Linked DNA regions of Mus musculus: all the other regions are linked to region 3. A link is a contact called in public Micro-C and promoter capture Hi-C data. All regions are on one chromosome and are shown on one strand. The core of a region is the stretch at or near the end of the contact, and the rest is flanking DNA. Distances in the headings are between cores, read along the strand shown. Region 1 holds the start of Wdr41 (WD repeat domain 41). Region 2 holds the start of Zbed3 (zinc finger, BED type containing 3). Region 3 holds the start of Ap3b1 (adaptor-related protein complex 3, beta 1 subunit). Region 4 holds the start of Otp (orthopedia homeobox). Region 5 overlaps Arsb (arylsulfatase B).

Region 1 (2,700 bases), core at 112-2,611, 620 kb after region 3:
AGTTTCATGTGTTTTGCAAATTGTAACTTATATCTTGGGTATTCTAAGTTTCTAGGCTAAGATCCACTTATCAGTGAGTACATATCATTTGAGTTCTTTTGTGATTGAGTTACTTCACTCAGGATAATGCCCTCCAGATCCATCCATTTGCCTAGGAATTTCATAAATTCATTCTTTTTAATAGCTGAGTAGTACTCCATTGTGTAAATGTACCACATTTTTTGTATCCATTCCTCTGTTGAGGGGCATCTGGGTTCTTTCCAGCTTCTGGCTATTATAAATAAGGCTGCTATGAACATAGTGGAGCATGTATCTTTCTTACTAGTTGGAACATCTTCTGGATATATGGCCAGGAGAGGTACTGTGGGATCCTCCGATAGTACCATGTCCAATTTTCTGAGGAACTGCCAGACTGATTTCCAGAGTGGTTGTACAAGCTTGCAATCCCACCAACAATGGAGGAGTGTTCCTCTTTCTCCACATCCTCACCAGCATCTGCTGTCACCTGATCTTAGCCATTCTGACTGTTGAGAGGTGGAATCTCAGGGTTGTTTTGATTTGCATTTCCCTGATGATTAAGGATGTTGAACATTTTTTTCAGGTGCTTCTCAGCCATTCGGTATTCCTCAGATGAGAATTCTTTGTTTAGCTTTGAGCCCCATTTTTAATGGGGTTATTTGATTTTCTGGAGTCTACCTTCTTGGGTTTTTTATATATATATTGGATATTAGTCCCCTCAAACTTTGATTTCTATGTGCCAACTAGAGATTGCTTTTCCTAGTCTACATTTTCAAAAGTGTCCAGGTAATTTTTGATACGAAGCCAGGTTGTATAACCAGTCGTGTAACTATTAAGAAAATTTAGAGGCTGACATAGAATGTTTGGAGCTAGAAATGTCGCTCCATGTTTCAGCAGCACAGCCAGGGAACGGATTCCTTCGCTTTATACTTCCTGCTTTGGAAGACAGTCCAGGCAATGTGTAAGAACCGGTTTTGAAGTTTACCGAGCAAGTCTTAATTCCATCATGGCCACCTGCTGGCTTTTATCTTTAGACACATTACTTAATCTTTAAGCGGGTCAGTTTCTTGGTCTGTAAAAAGGGAGGCGTTAGGGTTTGGTACAGTCCTTATTCTGTGGCACACAATGTTGGCTGCTTGGTGTACAAGAACGCCACTAGATTCGTCCAGGAGCAGAAGTCTACTGCAGGCACACCCTCTCCATCTGGCTGTTGGGAAACCAGGAGACTTGCTAGTGTGTTTAAGGGGCGCCGTAGCTACACAGGATTTAGACAAGCGCTGGTCCTGCGGCGACATGGCCGCAGCGCACGCCCACTAGGGGGCGCCCGAGCGACCTGAGCTCTTGCGCCAACCGCGCGGCGCCCACGCGCGTGCTCACTGGGGACGCGGAACCTCCGCCTCCGCCGTCGCGGCCTTCAGTGCGGGCGCCCCAACGAGACTTCTGTTTTCCCGCTGCCTCGCCCCAGGCTCACTCGGCCGCAGCCCCAGCACCTGCGCCGCGGCGGCCCTCGCTCCGTGGGCCGCGGACGCCCCGGCCCGATGCTGCGCTGGCTGATCGGAGGAGGCCGCGAGCCGCAGGGCCTAGCCGAGGTAATGCGCGGGGGCCCGGGGGCGGGGCCGGGGCGGGGCCTGCGGCGAGCGCCGGAAGCGGCTGCTCAGGGCCACCTGGCCTCTGCTAAGAAACTGGGACTTAACTACAAACCAGCAGGAGTGACTGCCACTCTTGATTTATTTGAACCGATAAGTCTTCTCAGCCGGGACTCGAATTTGCTTAAGGAACGTAAATTTAACTAGTTGCTTTCCGAGAAGCTAAGTGAGAAAATGATTTCTGTTTATTTAGTACATGTATGGTCTCATCGTCACATTGAAAAAATAATTTTGTCACCTTAAAAATGTTGACATCTGAAATTTACTTCATGTGCCACACAACAATTTGTGTTACACTTCCTTCCTTATAGGAAGCATTTTACAGTTTGGATTATTGCAAACTTGGCAGTTTTAACTTCCTCATAGCTTTGACATTGACACGTGATTTTTTTAAATCACTTATTTTATATAATTTGAAGTCCTTAGGGTTATGGAAGAATTGTGGATTATTGAATGGACACATAACATATATTTGACTATTTGCTTATTTAGTGAATACACTATTTTATTCAGTTCTGTCATACCTGGTAAAACTCTCACATAATTGAGTGACAGCTAGAAAAGAGACCAGATAAATGCAAAACCATCACCATGGGATAGCATGCTGGATCTTACGTTTTCTTTTCCACACAAAAGTACTTCAATTGTGTAACTGCCTTGAATATGTACACTATAAGAGCTGGTGATTTTTCCTAATGAATGAGAGAACATTACTTATGAATTACAGTCAGCCTTCCAGTCTAAGTGATTCTCAGTCCTGGGGTAATCTTGTCCCCAGAGGATAGTACAGTGTCTACTGTTGGCCATGGGTAGGTGTGATGGGGGCACTGTGTATAGAAGAAGGATGCTGCTGTCTATCCTAACACCCAGGAGAGGTCTCAGGAACAGAAACTTAACGTAGTCCAAACTCGCTTGTCAGACTTAAGAAACCTTGGTTAAGAACAAAGCTTCTTATGGTGAAATTGTACTGAATTTGCCTCCAGAAAGGGGGCCAATTGAGACTTCCCCTGTAGAGTTAAGTTACGAGGTGTGTGTC
Region 2 (2,745 bases), core at 91-2,590, 970 kb after region 3:
GGAATCTTTGAGGTAAAAAGACACACCTTTAATCTTTTGAGCCAGAAAAACCCCACCCCTAATCTGGGCCACGCCTTCTGCTGGAAGCCTATATAAGGACACGGGAGAAGACAGCTTTTTGCTTTTTGCCACTGTACTCTGGCCTAACTGGCAAGTCCATCGCCAGCGGCGGCGGTTACTCCTGCAGGATTCCAGCTTCTATTGAAGACCAGCTGAGACACAACTACTAGATTCTTGGATTTTCCATTCATAGACAGCTACTGTTGGGTTAGCTGGACCACAGCCTGTAAGTCATTCTAAAACTTCCCCCTTTCTCTATATAAAGAGAGGAATTCGGTTTGTAAGTTCTGTTACTCTAGAGAATCCTTACACACTTTTTAAAATGTGTTTTCGTTCATTTGTTTGTTTGTTTTACTGGTTTGCTGGGTTACAAAAGAATATGATCAAAATATATTGTATGAAAACATTTAGGTCAATCTTGAAAGAGGGGAATCTAATAATCTCGCCATTGCAAAAGTATTCCTTTCGTGATACCCAACAAGATTTTTCTTTTCTCTGAAATTCTTGGCATAGAAGAAAGTCAACAAATAGGTCTATCAGGTGTGTGTGTGTTTAAGTGAGGAGGGTTATAATATTTCCACTGCAAAACACGTGCTCTGCATGAGCAAGGTGCTCCTCCCCAGCGCCACTTGAACCAAAGCAGTTAACATGGATTGTATTACCTACAAAAGAATTTCTTGGTTTTTTGGTTTTTTGTTTTTTTTTGTTTTTTTTACATTTATATCTTTTTGCTTATTGTCTTCTAGCAAGGCTTCGTGCCCATTGTTCATGTGACTTACTTTGACTAATAGAATGTGAGCAGAGCAGTATGTGGGCTGAAGAGATGATTGGGGTGGGGGGGCGGGGAGTCGGTTACCGCCGATCCATCGCCCTCTTCTGGATTCCACTGACACTGCACCCATGCATGCACAGACACCCACCACCACCACCACCACGCAAAAACACTAAATTAAAAAGCAACAAATTAGTGACTTTTGTTTTGTTTTTATGAATGAAGGGCAGAACGTGCCAGCTGTGCGTTAAGAGCTAACTGGTGCGTTCTTGAATTTGGCAAGTCACTTCCTTGCGACTATTTATAGATTAAAAATCTGTATGGTGGGAATATTTGAACGGCTGGAACAGCAAAACGCTACACAACAGGATTGCCCGTCAGCCTGCAAAGCCCCAAGGCTCTCGCCCGCACCTCAGCGGGCTGGTCTTGAAAAAGGTTTCTCTTTCCACCTGGAGCGTGGAATGCAGAAACCCGCCTTAGAACGCAGCCGCTAGCGGCTGATGTAACTGTAAATCACGCAGACGCTGTTAACTGAATATAATGAAGACAAAGGTAGTTCCCTGTGCTGGTGGTTTGGGTGGACACCTTTTCCTCCTAAGACCTTGATTGCAAGGACTTCTGACTAGTGCCATATCAGAGGCCTTAATCTGTAAGAATGCGAGCGAGCAGTGCGCCCAGCTGAGGATCTGGACCCGCTGAATCCAAGGGCTTGGAAGGTTAACGCGCAAACGTGCAGAGCCACGGTTAAAACGCTTTCAGCATCCCTGCGCTATTATTGCACCGTTTAAAAACCTCCGACAGATTTCAATTCGTTAAACTAGTTCTCCATCCGTTACTCTAAACTCCTCCCGGACCGGATGGTTTAGCAGCGGCGCCCCGGCGTCCAGACCACGCGTCACCGCCCCCCATGGACGCCCCGAGACGCGCAAATTGAGCGCTGTGTCTTTAAGGGGGAATCGGCCTTTTCCGTCCAGGACAAAATGTCTGCGAGGAGCCCGGAGGCGAGGGGCGACCATCGCGGCGTCCGGGTGAGCGTGGCTGGCTGGGGCTCGGTGGCGTGGCTTGGCTTGGCGGGAGCGACCGCAGGGACACCAGGGGCTGCAGTGATCTCAGGGGCCCGCGGGGACGTCCGGGATCGGAGAAACCGCGGGGTGGAGGGGTGCGGGGGACGCCACGCAGGACCTCGGGGACTTCGGGAGCCCCTAGGCCGTGGGATCCAGGGTCGCAGCCGCGGGGTCTGCAGGGGATGCCTACCACCCCAGGCTTGGCGGAGGGGCCCAGCCTGCGGGCTTCCGGAACCTTCTGGAGCGTCTCCGCTCTCTTTGGTTAACCAGCTCCGGGGGGTGGGGGGTGGGGAAGAGGGGGAACTGTCCCCGTAAAGTTGCCTCGGTGGAGAGTGACTTTGAGCCTCATGCGCTAATTGCGACTTGGTTAATGTTTCCCACCTGTGTGTGTGTGTGGAGGGGGGGGGGGGGGCTGTAAGAAAACCGGTGTAAACCAGAGTAAACCAGAATCTCCTCCTCCACTGGACACAAAAGAGTTTCCTGATCCGGGCCTGGCTCACTGGAGCCTTTGGTTGTGCAAGCCTTCTGTGGCCGGCTTAAAGCTTTACTAAAAAGAATAGGATTTTCCTTCATTGGAAAAAAAGTACCTGCCATTGCTGAGCTCCAAAGGTGTTTAGAACAGCTGTTGAATAGTTTCGTGAGTTGAGATAATTAGTGGTGTTCTGAATTTTTTATTTTATTTTTTTTTTTAAGACGGGGTCTGTTTCCTTGGGTGACCTGAAACTTGCCTGTGTAGACCAGGCTGACCTGGATCTTACAGAGACTACCTGCCTCTGCCTCCCAAGGGCTTGGATTAAATTCATGGGATTAAATTCCTGGTGATTCCAGTACTGTTTATTAGTGCACACT
Region 3 (2,767 bases), core at 33-2,532:
AGTAAAAGCGTTTACATTCCAAAATAAAAACAATTATATACTCAGGTATATTTTGTACTGAGGATGTGTTCACATTGTCATTACTTGACAAAATAAGCAAAGCCTAGTGTCTTCCCGTAGTAAATGAATTTATCCATGCACACCACTTAGTATAGTGTCTGGGGTATAAGCTAAGCATCATATAACACCTTGTTATGTATCATCACCATCGATCAGTCAGTCGTAGGAGAGATTCTACAAATCTATCAATATCATCAACACTGGGAAGAAACATATTTGCGATGCTCGAACACTGTCTGGATAGGTGTATTGAAAAGCTAATTAACCGCCAACGTTTGGTCAGTTTGGAGGCTGATTGCTCCTCTCTCTCCTAGCACTAAGGAGGAGCGTGTTTTCCGAGAGACAACGCAATCTTTCAGTCAAGTCGAGAAATCTTGGTGGGACCTTGGTGTTTGCCTGGTGCTACCCTTGGGTTTTGGTGATTTGCTGCAGGGCTGCAGGTATTCAGTCCTTTCTGGACCGCATGTGTAGGGAAAGAGGAACGAAGGAACGGTAGTCACCAGGGAGGCTGGTGAGGGTCCTCTTGGAAAGCTGCCCGGGACAGAAGGGTTGCAGTTCTGCAGCCAGAAACCATCCCATCTTGCTGCTTAGGTGTTGTTGGAAAGCCACTTGCCCAAGAGTGGAAGCAGGCGGCGCTCGGAGGAGAGCGCACTCCAGCTTCTGGCCCAGGCTTAGCTCGCGGCAGCTGACTGCGGGCAGGACGCAAGCCTCGAACTTCAAGTAAGAACCTCGGGCCCCAGGAAAAACTTAGGCAAAGCTTGCAGGCGGATGATCGCCTCCGCGCAGATCCTGAAAGCCTCCTCCGAAGGAGGAGCTTTCACGTCTAGAACGTCAGGCCACTCTGGCTGTGAGAGGGGCGGAAGCCAGCCTCGAGGGCTGAGAGCTTGTGGCCGCTGAAGCCAAGTTCTTCCGACCTGTGCACCGCGTTTCAGGAGCCATCGGGGAGCGATCAGTGGACAGCAGAAGAGAAGCAACGAACCCTGGAGGATCTGAGATCTCCTCCACCAAAACGCATCCAAGGGCCTCATATCCAGTTCTTTACGTGCCCACGACTCTCCGGCTGACCCGGTGCAAAACCCCAGCTTCCTGTTAAGGGTCCCGAGTGTAGCTTCCCGGCAGCCCCTAACACCCGGAGCGCGACAATCTAGCGCACCGGGAGCGGCAGGCGCGGGCCCGCACGGACACAGTGCGCACGCGCAGGGGGTGGGCCGCCCGGTCAGCCGGAGCAGTGACGAGCCCGGAAGCGCCGGCGCGCGCCCCCTCCGCCCCAGAACTAGTTTGGTTCGGTGTCCTCCGAACGCCAGCCATCCGTAGAGGACCCCGCACGCTCTCTCCCGCACCCGCCTGCTGGCCAGCACCGCCCGCGATGTCTAGCAACAGTTTCGCCTACAACGAGCAGTCGGGAGGAGGGGAGGCGGCGGAGCTCGGGCAGGAGGCCACCTCGACCATCTCTCCCTCGGGCGCCTTCGGCCTCTTCAGCAGCGATTGGAAGAAGTGAGGACCGGGGTTCGGGGTGCGGGAGCGCTGCCGGGACGCGAGGCGGCCGCCCGGGCTGCTCTCGGTTCCTGGGGAACCTCCCTGCCGCCCCCGCTGCGGTGGGTCGGTGGGTGGGTGGGTGGGGGTGGCCCCGCCGGGTGCGGGGCTTGTTGGGGACGTCTGGGGACGCCCAAGGCGGCGCCTGTGGTCTTCAAACTTTGGTGTGTGTGGGGGGGAAAAAGCAAACCAGTTGGTGAGCCGAGGTTCCACTTCCCAAACCGTTGACTGAGTTGATCTGGGCTGCGCACAGGAGTTTGAATTTTGAACTTCTAGTGAATTTGAGGTCTACAGGATCAGACCTCGAGAAAGTCATTTATTTAAAGGTGACGAGGGTATTTGGGGAAGGGAGTGGGGAGTGGGCCTGCTGCTTATTGGGACCCTATAATGTAGGGACTAAGCGGTGGTTTGGGGGTTTTGTATAAATGACAAACTTATTTTTTCTACCACCTTTGGCGTTTTTCATGTGATGATCTTTGCACCAGGGTACTTCCCCGCCCCCACTGAAGCACTGAGATAATATTTAAATAGAGTGTTGTTGTGAACCAAACCCAGTTCTAGTTCTTTACAAATAGTATGAATTTTAAAAATAAGCACCAACCGTGTATACTGATTTTTGTAAAAAGTTACTTATGGTTCGCGTCAAATACCGCCAAGAATTGAAAACATCCTTAGCGGGTTCTGTTTTAGTTTGGGTTTTACATTTTGGCGTGTTGATGGGCTGTGGATAAATGTACAGAATTATGACAACTTAGATTATTTGTCGTTCCCCTCCCTTTTCTTTCTGACAGGGTCTCACTGTGTAACCTTGGCTGGCCTGGAACTCACTAGGTAGAGCAGGCTAGCCTGAAACTCAGAGAAATCCTCCTGCCTCTGCTACTCCAGTGCACACACCACCATGCCATTACACATTCTTTTTAAATTTTTGTTCTCTTATTGTTACGCAGTATAGTAAAACATAATAGACTATCACTAGATTCTACCCACTTAAGGTAAGGAAACTTGGTTGATAGTTTTATGGATATTAAGAGGTGTAACTAAAATAATAATTGGTGGGGAAGGTGGTTAGAGACAATCTTGTTCTGTAGCTCAGGTTGGCCTCAAACTGGAACTTGCCATTCTCCTGCCTCTGCCTCCCAGGTGCTAGTAGCTGAAATTGAGATTAAGATTTGAC
Region 4 (2,700 bases), core at 153-2,652, 520 kb after region 3:
GCATCACCCTCGAATTAAAAATCAATGTTAATCAAGTTGGGAGCAGTAAATATCAGTTTTCATTTTGCCTTGGGTAGAGGGCATTTTTCTTGTGTTGCAAATAAAAATACAAGTCAAATAACTTTAAAGGGGCATCATGTTCTGCTGCAAATACAATTGAAACGGATTGTTTGGGAGCAGATCAGAAACGGTACAGAATTTTGCACTTAATTTCCTCAGTTATCATTTACAATAAGAACCTCTGGGCTTGGCAGCCAAGTCTAAACAGTAGTAAATTAGTACAAATTTATACTGATTTTACTCTAATAATCGTAATAAAAGCTTATAGATTTGGCACTAATTACATAAATGCCTAATGATCTTGAAAATTACTCTGGTTAGAAATATATTACTAATCTAAACTTTGTTGTTGGCTGGCTCTGAAAAATCAGAACATTAGAAATGGTTCGCTTCACTTGTGCAAAAGCACTTTAAATTGTTCAAGTAGTTTAACACATCCAAGAGGAAAATAAAGAGCGGTTAACTTTATTTACTGCCTTAAGTGGCTTTGGTCGTCTAGCTGAACTTAGAAACTTTGACCGAAAGAGCAGGTTGGGACCTGGGTGAGAGTGTAGGCCTATCGGGCAGGTGGCCCTGGAACGCAGCTTCTGGAGTTCTGGAGGAAGGCTCACTTCATGAAGTCTCCCCCTCCCCCAAAGCGGACAGGGGACCTTGGCGGGGTGGTGGTGGGGGGGCAACTTCCTCTTTATTTTCTAGGCTTGCAATGGGATTGGGGCTCAGTAGGCCAGAGTCTGGGTCTCTAGAGAAGGCCTGCAGAACAGTGGCAGAAATTTAGGGTCGTTCTAGAGATGGTAGCTTGGCTGCCTGGTGAGCTAGGGCTTTGACTACCGCGGTCCAGTGTCCCCTAGCTGGCACGAGCAGGGGCAGCGGGGGCGCGGGTGCGGTGGGATGTGTGTGGGCTGGGGGTGGCGACTCTCAGGTCATGCAGAGGTCATGTCCTGCTTTGGTGTCTGAACTGCCCCCGTTCCAGGGACACCCTAGCTCTGATACACAGAGCCTGTGAAGCGAGCAAGGCAGGACAAGGAAAGGGGAGATGTGCCCGGAGAAAATCTCTGGGAAGAACTGACCGAGGCTCGGCCCAGAGGCCCAGGGCGAGGCCAAGGTGGCCGCTGCTGCTTTAGCGGCTGCTGGAGGCTGGAGCTGCCTGGGCTGCGGCCGCCGCCTCCTCCCGGCAGGCGCAGGCGGGCGGGCGGGCGGAGTGGGGGACTCTCCGGGCGCTGACATTTGCAGGCTGCCCTCCTGATTGGTCCCCTCGCCGAGCTGCTCACGGGTTCATTCATCTGTTAAGCACCTCCCCGTCTCTCTAAAGGACATTATAATGCAAGAAGCCCCCTTTTTAACCACAAACCGAATTTTCTTTCATTTAGGTGATCTATATATATCTATATCGTATAGCTTATAGCTTATATCTATTTTAAATAACTTAAAGCCGCTAAAATTTGGGGGGGAACAGCTTTCGCCCTGGAGCGGTGCGCGATGCTGTCTCACGCCGACCTCCTGGACGCCAGGCTAGGTGAGTGAGCGCCTCTCACCCGGGCAGCCAGGAGAAGCCGGGGCAGGAAATTGTCAATTTGTTCCTTATTTTACCTTAATGCGCCCTAAATGGACTAATTTCTTTAAAAGTAATTGTGCTGTATTAAAGTTTAATTTGATTTAACATCGTCTTAAAAAAAATCTATGGAATATGTAGATTCCAAAACAAAACGGAGTTGGGGATGCTGACACCTTTTTGTTTTTCTTATTTTTTTCTTTCTCTCTCCCCTTCATTATTAATATTATTATTTTTGGAAGGAGTTCTAGCCCGCGATAATTTGTTTGGAGGTGTTTCTCTCTTTTTCCACTCTTGTTTGCTTTGATTTGGAATTTCTTTCATCCCTTTTTCCCCTTCTTCCTTTCTATCATCACCTTCTCCTCTAAGTGTGCTTAAATTTGTTTTCTTTTTTTAAAAAAAAATCTTCTCCTTTGTGAAGGAGAAGCCGCTGTATGAAGGTGGATTTGCTAAGTGTGCTGGTTGAGAAGAAAAGCCCAACTCATCCTCTCGGGCATCCCTGCCTTCTACAAGGGACTCGGTGTTACCAGTGACGGGGAGGGACGAGCCGTTTATTTCTCGGGAGAGAAAAGTTGAATTCTCTAAAGTTTGATTCACTGTTATGGCTATAGAGTTTACTTAAATTTCTTTGAAGCTATCTGGGTTACCAAGTTCTGGGCTTCAGGCTTGGGGAGCTTTAGTGATGGATGTGACTCCGTTTCCCAAACACTTTCTCTGATTTGAGGGGGAGGCGGAGCTGATTTGGGCTTATTTTGAGAGGTGGAAGGCTTGGAGACATATTCATCTTCCGAAAGTCAGAGGGAATTGGCCAGAGTTCATTTAGCGCCTTTGCTCAGGAGGAGCAGCCTCCAAAGGCTCTCTCTTGATTTCTTTTTCTCCCGCACCACCCGACTAAGAATTTTCTCAAGGTTTCCTGGGACACCAGGGTTACAGTTAGTGAAAGGACTCGGGTGTGTTTCATTGTCAGGCCTGGGAGTGGTTTTTTTGTTTTTGTTTTTGTTTTGTTTTTTGTTTTGTTTTGTGGGAGACACGAAGGCCGGAGCTGTGAAGCACCAGAGCGGGCTGTGGAGAGAAGGAGGCCAGGAGATGCT
Region 5 (2,764 bases), core at 170-2,669, 520 kb before region 3:
TCAAAATTGAGGTTCCCTCCCTTCAGATGACTCTGGCTTGTGTAAGTTGATATAAGGGAGCCAGCACAGTGTATGTCTTTGTGTTTGTGTTTCTGTACATGAGTCCAGTGTCTGCGGTGCAGGAAAAAGATGGCGACTCCCCTAGAGTTAGGATTACAGACTGTTGTGAGCTGCCCAGTGTGCAGAGAATTGAGTGTGGATCCTGCAGAAGAGCATCACGTGCTCTTACACGCTGAGTCATCTCTCCAGCCCTGGATGTTATAGTTTTTTTTTTTAAAGAAATATTTTCCAGCCTATTCTTTTGCTTGCCAGAAGTTTTCACATTGTTTTCTGTGTTTCAAAAGCTTCTTTCTACAGTGAACATTTAGGCTTAGCTTGTATTGCCATGGAGTTATGAGTACCTGTTAGTTCAGGGATGTACTGTGATGTACAGACATGAGCTAAAATGGAGAGATGGTCACTGATAAAACCCTTGTTTCTTTTCTTCTTCCGAGCTGGTTTATTTTCTATTAAACCTCCCAGATGCTGTTTTGTTACTTTAGAATAGGAAATCTATATTATCTTTTTAAAAATCCCTCTTAAACAAGTGGGGTTTTCCCAAAAATTTCTCTAGCCAGAGGGAACTCTTCATTAAACAGAGCACTTTCTGGAAGGAGAGCGTATGAGCTTATGTCAGGAATTAAGTGATGGAGAAGGGGAAAATGTCGCCTGGCCTTAGGTGCAGAAACTGACCCAGAAGCCTTGGCCAAGTGGCGAGAGTTGACAGAGAGCCAATCGTGGTGCTTCTGACCCGTGCCTTGGCAGGAACCTCTCTGCTACCTTTAGACTTCAGAGCATCTCTAACTGGTTGGATCTTTGTCAAGAGCTTGGTCCGAGGTGGTTTCTTTTCTTTTCTTTTTATTTCTTTTCTCTTGATTTAATATAAAGCACTCACAAATTCTTTCAAGAACAACACACAGCTTTGTTTAGCTCCCTCAAGCCCTTTCACCTCTGTCAAGTTGCACCAGGAAATTTAAGGTCTAGCCAGAGGCCCCCAAAGAGTTAAAAAAAAAAAAAACCAAAACCCTCAACCATCCTGCAGAGTAGGAGAAATTGATGTCAAAAACAGATGTGCTGCTGTGGGCCTTGCTGAATTCATAAGTCAGGATAAAGCCAGTATGTATGCATGCATCTTAAAAAAAAAAATCTTGGCCAGAATTATAGAGAAATGGAAGGTCTCCTCTGCGATTCCTCTTCAGGCCTTGCTGGCCAGGAGCCCTGGTGAAGGGCTCCCGGGAGACAGGTGGCCCTGACAACTCCTAACCATTAAGTCAGAACGCCCTCTAATCCCTTGTTTTCCTTGTTGGTGTTCTGCAGGGCCGAGCTCCCTGCACAGAGCCTGCCCGTTTTCATTGGCTTTGGGGATTGTTATTGGAGTGGCTGACAGCTGTCTGCCAGGCTGTCTGAAACTGCCTTCCTGTGCTCTCCACACTGCTCCACTTCACAGCGCTATTGTTCCTGTCCAGCCTTTTCTTAAAATCTTTCCCAGCTGTATCCTGATATGGCAAACCACCTAAATTAGCTCCAGATTGTTCTGTTTATTTTATGTTAGATAAGTGATAGACTATAGTCCCAGCAGCGGGCCAAATGGAGGGTGGAAATGGGGGCAGGGTGTTGGAGGGGGTCAGAAGACGCTCGATTTTTTACTGCACAGGGAGAGTTCCAGACAAAACTCTGAAATGGCGCATGCGTGACAGAGCCACTAGTCCTGCCATTCATACGTGACCCAGAGTGGTTGGCAAGCATAAACTTTGGATCTGAACAGCAGAAAAGAGAAATCAGAACCCCAACACAAAGCCTTACTAGACAGAAGCAAAAATATCTATCCTGGGGAAAACACATAGGATCTGTCAGGTTGGTTTCTATGCCAGCTACCACACTTGACTTTCCTGTCAACAGAGACCCCTCTCACTTGCCAGTGAAAGGCTCTGTGGGTTCAAACCTGTCCCCAGTCCTTTAATCTCCCTGTATGCTCGGCATTTGAAAACATTTGCTTCCTGTGCCTGAATTTAAAGCTAGAAACCCACAGCAATTGACTCGCCATCATAACTGCTTTCCATACAGCTGCAAGTGAAAATTCACAATAGATTTGGCCTCTTCTGCTCCTCTTGGCCATCTGTGCAACTGCTTAACTGTGGCCTCTCCCCTGTGGGGCCAACTTCTAGCAGGGCCTCTCCACAGAGACCTTCCAAATGCTTAACAAAAAAGTGTTTTTTAACTATAACTAGATTCTCTCCCAGGATGAAGACTTCATATCTGTAGGGTTAAACCCAGATATAATATAACTAGATTCTCTCCTAGGATGAAGACTTTATGATCTGTTGGGCAAACCCAGATACAATATAAGAAATGAACGTCCAAAGCTTGACTCAGCTGAAGCAACGCTAGCAGCCACTGAGTGCTTGTCTCTGGTAACTCAAGACTCCCTAGTGAAGATAGCCATGACTCACTTCAGAGCTGGGCCACTCCTCCCCATGCTGAGCCAAAGTCCTTGAAACCCTTTCTGCCATGTGCAAAGACAGGGAGGAGAGCAGGGTCAGGAGTAATAAAAAAAAAAAAATGCCCCTAGGAACTGCCTCTCACTTTCCTTTTAGGAAAATAATCTCACTGTATAATTTTTTTAAATGACAAAACCAACTGGAGAAAAATAATTACCTTGTCAAGGTCTCTTGGCCCCAGTGGATATGCCTTTGGTCTCTATGAAGGTCCAGTATGGAGCTGCCTG

What was found. Promoter capture Hi-C pulls out the DNA fragments that hold promoters and counts their contacts. Hi-C and Micro-C count contacts between places; a contact is called where the count stands out from the background.
Region 1: a promoter capture Hi-C map of pre-B cells shows a contact between it and region 3, with 3 times the contacts expected there. The contact joins the promoter of Wdr41 here to the promoter of Ap3b1 in region 3. A contact is called at or near these places in 5 of 39 promoter capture datasets (the C10 cell line, cranial neural crest, embryonic stem cells and 2 more), 1 of 484 Hi-C or Micro-C datasets (embryonic stem cells) and 5 of 115 datasets of contacts at active chromatin or transcription factors (astrocytes, embryonic stem cells, forebrain and 2 more).
Region 2: a contact with region 3 is called in a promoter capture Hi-C map of pre-B cells, with 3 times the contacts expected there. The contact joins the promoter of Zbed3 here to the promoter of Ap3b1 in region 3. A contact is called at or near these places in 6 of 39 promoter capture datasets (3T3-L1-derived adipocytes, the C10 cell line, cranial neural crest and 3 more), 5 of 115 datasets of contacts at active chromatin or transcription factors (astrocytes, embryonic stem cells, forebrain and 2 more) and 1 of 9 other capture datasets (embryonic stem cells).
Region 4: a Micro-C map of embryonic stem cells shows a contact between it and region 3, with 2.0 times the contacts expected there. The contact joins the promoter of Otp here to the promoter of Ap3b1 in region 3. A contact is called at or near these places in 4 of 39 promoter capture datasets (embryonic stem cells, hippocampal neurons, neural stem cells and 1 more), 2 of 484 Hi-C or Micro-C datasets (both in embryonic stem cells), 3 of 115 datasets of contacts at active chromatin or transcription factors (embryonic basal ganglia, embryonic forebrain and embryonic stem cells) and 1 of 9 other capture datasets (embryonic stem cells).
Region 5: a promoter capture Hi-C map of hippocampal neurons shows a contact between it and region 3, with 3 times the contacts expected there. The contact joins the enhancer-like site here to the promoter of Ap3b1 in region 3. A contact is called at or near these places in 5 of 39 promoter capture datasets (the 3T3-L1 cell line, hematopoietic stem and progenitor cells, hippocampal neurons and 2 more) and 1 of 484 Hi-C or Micro-C datasets (psoas muscle).

Annotation. Positions count from the first base shown.
Region 1 is chr13:94,974,983-94,977,682 of GRCm38.p6, forward strand. It overlaps Wdr41 (WD repeat domain 41), which reads left to right and starts at 1,362. Exons shown (of 14, transcript NM_172590.3): 1 at 1,362-1,607. The coding sequence starts at 1,557.
Region 2 is chr13:95,323,485-95,326,229 of GRCm38.p6, forward strand. It overlaps Zbed3 (zinc finger, BED type containing 3), which reads left to right and starts at 1,341. Exons shown (of 2, transcript NM_028106.3): 1 at 1,341-1,860.
Region 3 is chr13:94,357,678-94,360,444 of GRCm38.p6, forward strand. It overlaps Ap3b1 (adaptor-related protein complex 3, beta 1 subunit), which reads left to right and starts at 1,283. Exons shown (of 27, transcript NM_009680.3): 1 at 1,283-1,554. The coding sequence starts at 1,427. Gm9776 (predicted gene 9776) reads right to left here and starts at 1,246. Exons shown (of 1, transcript NR_045619.1): 1 at 1-1,246.
Region 4 is chr13:94,874,234-94,876,933 of GRCm38.p6, forward strand. Otp (orthopedia homeobox) reads left to right here and starts at 1,403. Exons shown (of 3, transcript NM_011021.4): 1 at 1,403-1,573. The coding sequence starts at 1,537.
Region 5 is chr13:93,837,857-93,840,620 of GRCm38.p6, forward strand. All of the region lies in intron 4 of Arsb (arylsulfatase B), which reads left to right. Among named protein-coding and RNA genes, the nearest start is that of Mir5624, 48 kb to the left of the region's middle. Within about 2 kb of position 1,420, at least 139 of the 459 cell types and tissues checked have an H3K27ac peak or open chromatin away from gene starts, as enhancers often do. A contact at or near this core is called in hippocampal neurons and second pharyngeal arch cranial neural crest, where this site is marked.